2 separate regions of the Oryctolagus cuniculus genome follow, and region 1 is linked to region 2. A link is a contact called in public Hi-C data. All regions are on one chromosome and are shown on one strand. The core of a region is the stretch at or near the end of the contact, and the rest is flanking DNA. Distances in the headings are between cores, read along the strand shown. Region 1 overlaps LOC138846561 (a long non-coding RNA gene). Region 2 overlaps NIP7 (nucleolar pre-rRNA processing protein NIP7).

What was found. Hi-C and Micro-C count contacts between places; a contact is called where the count stands out from the background.
Region 1: a Hi-C map of psoas muscle shows a contact between it and region 2, with 7 times the contacts expected there. The contact joins two enhancer-like sites. A contact is called at or near these places in 4 of 6 Hi-C or Micro-C datasets (liver, psoas muscle, skin fibroblasts and 1 more).

What each region holds. Positions count from the first base shown.
Region 1 is chr18:52,592,464-52,595,163 of mOryCun1.1, forward strand. LOC138846561 (a long non-coding RNA gene) reads left to right here. Exons shown (of 3, transcript XR_011384065.1): 2 at 1-1,170; 3 at 1,384-2,700. Among named protein-coding and RNA genes, the nearest start is that of CYB5B, 64 kb to the left of the region's middle. Within about 2 kb of position 1,433, at least 1 of the 8 cell types and tissues checked has an H3K27ac peak or open chromatin away from gene starts, as enhancers often do.
Region 2 is chr18:52,482,180-52,484,879 of mOryCun1.1, forward strand. The region is part of intron 5 of NIP7 (nucleolar pre-rRNA processing protein NIP7); the gene reads left to right. Among named protein-coding and RNA genes, the nearest start is that of TERF2, 12 kb to the left of the region's middle. Within about 2 kb of position 1,367, at least 2 of the 8 cell types and tissues checked have an H3K27ac peak or open chromatin away from gene starts, as enhancers often do.

The DNA of each region.
Region 1 (2,700 bases), core at 183-2,682, 110 kb after region 2:
AAATGTGCAGAGGTTTAGGCCCACCCAGATCAAGTGTGTTATTGATGTTTTCTCATATTGGAACTGTGCATATTATTAATGGTGTATATGCTGTTTGGGATGGTGTGTTGCCTTATCGATGTAGTACAATTAAGGGCAAGCTTTGTGGTGGGGACACCCATATCCCATATCAGAGTCCCGGCTCCTCCACTTCCAATCGAGATTCCTACTACTGTGCATCCTAGGAGGCAGCAGATGATGGCCCAAGTTCTTAGGTCCCTGCTACCCGTGCAGGAGACCTGGATGGGGTTCCTGGCTTTGGGCTGCCCTAGTCTTAGCTGTCTCTTCCCTCTGTCTGTCATCCTTTCTCCTTCTCCTCCTCCTCCTTTTTTAAGATTTACTTATTTATTTGAAAGGCAGACTTGGGAGGGATGCTACTCTTTCAAATAAATAAAACTTAAAATATGTAGTGCAATTAAAGTATTGGAAACATTTGTAAGAAAAACATGTCCTCAGGAATGCTTCGTGGTAAATATTTTTCTGAAGATCCACTAGCTTTTTGACCCTCCAATTGGAATTGCCCTTATATTCATCCTTCCTTGTTGGTGCTGAGTTTCAGTTGTGTATTAATCCACTGTGAATGACTATCTTTTTAACCAAAACAAAATTATTGACATACGTGCACATAGATGTGTAAAATATTATATACATAAATAGAATGATAGCTCACCTTTGAAATCCATTTACTATGTGTCCTGTCCCATGGATGCATGCACTTAACACAAAAACATCACTATTGTACGCGATTAGTTTGATTGCTTTCCACTAATGAGTTTATCTGACCTACCCAGCTCTTCTTCAGCCACAGTCTTCTGAAAAGTGTTCGTCCAGCATTCTAATAATAGCCGTGACTGGCACTCTGATAGAAGGAATGTCCGTGTTACGTACCCCGCCACCTTCTGAAAGTGAATGTTCAAACATACAGACAGATGTGGGGCTCTCAGATTTATAAAATTCTTCAGGAGAATCTAAGACAATATTCGAATGTGCAGAAGACCTGAGTGGCTGGTGGGTTATATGGAGGTGGCTTAAGGAATCTGGAGAACCTGAGAAGCTGTGGCTCCCACATCCTGTAGCACTCCCGTGGCACGCCTCGTGTGCGCTGCGTGCTGTCATGTGATTTGCAAAGAGGTAGGCTTTGTGCTAAGTGTATACTGAAACATTATGTTCTGTGCTTAACATAACCAGTAACAGACACTATCTCAGTAACTTTGAAAAATATGTTTATGACTCAGGACCCAAACAGTGCAGAGAGAAAGGATCTTGATGTTCACAGGAGAGAGGGAGAGAGGGCAAGAACTGCTGTGTTTATTTTGTCATGGTCAATTTATTCTTTCCCCACAGAGACTTACTTCCTTACCTCTAACCTTGAGTCTCCAACAGTACGCTCAGCCAGAAGCCTCGGCTGTTTATAACCCTTGTTACCATTTAGCAGTATAAAGAGGTTGGTTTTAGCAGGCATTGTCTATTGAATTACGTGGCTTTCCGTGGGGGAGCTTTGGAGTGGACTTCTTAACATCCACCCACCCCAGATGATAAGTCTCAGACATTTGGGCCCCACCCATACCCCTGGTCTGATTGGTCACACATGTGACCCAGTTCTCACCAACGGGATACGATGGGACATCTGAGGAAGGATTCAGGGAGAAGTTTCCTCTCCAAAGAAACACCCACAGGAAAGAACTGCTGTGGGCATCCTGTTGCCAGCCCGAGAATGAAGCCAGCACCAAGGACGGCCAAGTGCAGAGATTGACCCAAGCTGCTGACCCAACTCACGCTGAAGCTTGGCCGACAGCAGGACTTGCATCTACATGGAGATCCTAATTTTTCCTATTAAGCCATTCAAGTTTAGGTTTCTATTCCTTGCAGCTGGAAGCATCCTCACTGATAAACTCTGCTTAAGAGAAATGACTCACAGGGAAATAATCCTCCCAGCTTCTGATTAACTCTGGCCTCCAGAGATAATTATCTGGGCCATCAGATATATAAAAATATGGAGGTCATAAGATCAAAATTATAGAGGTTCCCTGTAGGGAGAGGGTAGGGCTGGTGGCTGGGAGGGGCCCGAGAGGGGCTTCTGGAATGCTGGTAATGTCCCCATCTGCGTAGTAGTTAAGTGAGTGTTTACTTTGGGATAAATCCTTCAAGCTGTATGCTTATGATTTGTATGCATTTCTGCCTGTAAGTTGTACTTCAATTTTAAACGTTTATTTACTAATATTATATTGTAACCAGACCTCAAAACAAATTGTTTACATCTTGAACAGAAGGATACGATGGCACATCAGAGTTGTGTCGCTCTGCAACCCAAGTGGGGTGGGGGGAATGTGCTTTCCTTGATAAACACCCAGAAACCCATGGCAAAGCTCTCCTATCACTAGTGGGTGGCCAACCCACTCAGCCAAAACAATTTCCACTTTGGTTTGCATGGAAAGGCCCCAAAGCCTTGCAAATGACAGACATTATTCTTTTTAGAATCTAGTCACAATTAATATTGAAAAGCAGAATAAAAATAAACAGGGCAGAGTCTACCTGGAGACCTTTGTCCAGCAACATTCTCAGAGAGAGATGTTCTTTATGGGAGACTGAAAGAAAGCTACCATGACCTCACATGGTCAGCCTGGTGTCCTGAGAGCTCACAGAGGAAGAGCTGGGGCATGC
Region 2 (2,700 bases), core at 117-2,616:
GGTATTTTCTACGTTGTGTTCTAAAAAGTTGTTGATTTTTGTCTTTCACATTTAAACCTTTTTTCTATCTGATTTTGTTTTTTAAGATTTATTTTATTTATTTGAAAGACAGAGTTACAGAAAGAAAGAGGTAGAGCCAGAAAGAGAGAGGTCTTCCATCTGCTGGTTCACTCCCCAAATGGCCGCAATGGCCAGAGCTGAGCTGATCCAAAGCCAGGAGCCAGGAGCTTCTTCCAGGTCTCCCACACGGGTGCAGGGGCCCAAGCACTTGGGCCATCTTCTACTACTTTCCCAGGCCATAGCAGAGAGCTGGATTGGAAGTAGAATAGCCAGGACTCGAACCGGTGCCCATATGGGACGCCAGTGCTGCAGGCCAGGGCTTTAACCCGCTGCACCACAATGCCGGCCCCTCTACCTGAATTTGTTGTTTGCAAATGGTATGGAATAGGATCTAGTTTCGTGTTTTTTTTTTTTTTTCCCCATATGGGTATCCATCTATTCCCACACCATTTATTAAAAATATCTCCTTTTCCTACTTTTATTATAAATTATGTGGCCACAGAGGCGGGGACCTGTTTTTGGAGATAGTTTTCCGACCTTGTTAAGTAATAGAGTGTGCAAACAAGAAAGGTTGACGGCTACTCTCCTGAGAACCTGTGGCCTCTGTATGGTTTGTCAGCTTCTCCGAGCTGCCTGCACCATGGGGAGAACCCGGTGGGATGGCTCAGTAAAGCAGCTGGATGTTCTGACATGGAGGCCTCGGGGAGCAGTGGCAGCAGCCGTTTTTTTCCTTTGCTGTTAATTTCAAGTGCCAGGGAGCACACCCCCTGGAGACAGAGACTGCCAGAGGACAAGTCCAGGGAACATGGCTTTTGGGTGGGTCACGAGTGATGGGGAACTCTGTGGGGATCTGTTAGATGTCCGTGGCACATTTCCCACGTGGATTTCATCCCCTTGTAGTTTGTGTGGCTTAGAAGGGCCCAGAGGGAAAGGACTGTGCCCTGCCCCCCATGCCGGCTGGCAGGGAAGATCGAGTAGTGTTGCTGGCCGCGGGTTAGACACAGAAACCTGTCACCAAGTCCAGGGCTGGGCCTTTTTAAAATTCCTGCCGCTGCAGTGCTGCAGGATTCCAGAGTTTCACCCACACTCTGCTCCCTCCCCAAACCCCAGCCAGGGCCGACGTGTTGCCATCAAACTCACCCACTCACCCGAAGCACCGCCACCCATGGGTGGTGAAATGCCTGCCACGCCCGCAGCACAACCTTGCCTCTGGGACAAAGAGCACAGGGTCTCGCACTCAGCAGACACTGTTGATAACCATCAGGTGAGTAACCAGTGAGTAACCACATTAAGATTAGGCTACAGGAGCACATTCCCATCTGCTGCCGTGTAGCCAGAATTGGACAGGGGGTGTGGCCGTGCCCGGTCTTGCATTGCTGAGGGAGCTCCCACTGAAGGGATTCTGGGCCCTCCCCCGCCTGCTGAGTTAGAATGGAGAGGGGTGTACAAAGGTAGCTATGTATTTATTGTATTATTTTTTTTTAAAGATTTATTTGTTTGTTTGAAAGGCAGGGTTACAGAGAAGCAGAGGCAGAGAGAGAGAGGTTGTCCGTTCGCTGGCTCATTCCCCAGATGGCTGCAATGGCTGGAGCGTTGCCAGTCCAAAGCCAGGAGGAGACAGGAGCTTCCTTCAGGTCTCCCATGTCGGTGCAGAGGCTCAAGGACTTGGGCCATCTTCTGTTGCCTTCCTGGGCCATAGCAGGGAGCTGGATTGGAAGTGGAGCAGCTGGTACTCGAACCAGTGCCCATATAGGATGCTGGCACTGCAGGCAGCGGCTTTAGCCACTATGCCACAGTGCCGGCCTCAGCCTATGTATTTTAAGCTCTCTGGAATTCCAGTTTTGATGCCCCATCAGGTATGGGAATCATGGCACCCTTGGTGGTCACAGTTCACATGCCATTTGACCCTACACTTTCTCCTGTGCTATGAGTACAGGCACAAGCACACTCAGGGCAGCAGTTTTGGAACAGAAGTACCCAAAACTATCTCTTCTTATGCCCATGATGGAAAAAAAATAGAAATACCTGAAACTAGGCAGATGTCCCTTTCATGAAACACATTTTATGGTGCATCATCCCATTAGCAGAATCAGGTGTAATAGCAGCAAAACAGCCGAGTGCCTACTCTCAGAGAGATTTGCCTGTTAGTCCGTCAGACCGAAGGCACACGGGGGGAGGATTTGTTGATGTATGAGTGTACTGCTTTGAAAAGATGTTCAACACTTTTGTTTGTTTGTTTTAACTAAGGAAACCTTTGAGTGTGACCTGCTCCAAAAGAGGAAAACAACTTACAAAACATTGTATGCAATATTGTCCTTTTTTGTGTATGCTTTAAAAGTTATATACACAGGCATAAACATCTACAAGGGTATCTCCAAAAAGTTCATAGAAAATAGAATGGACAAGTTTATTTTCTTGCAGAAATATTTTTTTAAATCTGAAAAGTTTTTCACTAATACACATTTTCTAAGAACTTCTTGAAGACAATTTGTGCATATACAAGTATATTAGTAGCGTTCCAGTGCTGTAGGATAGTAGGCTAAGCCTCCGCCTACAGTGCCAGCATCACATATGGGTGTCAGTTCGTGTCCCAGCTGCTCCTCTTCGGATCCTGCTCTCTGCTATGGCCTGGAAAAGCAG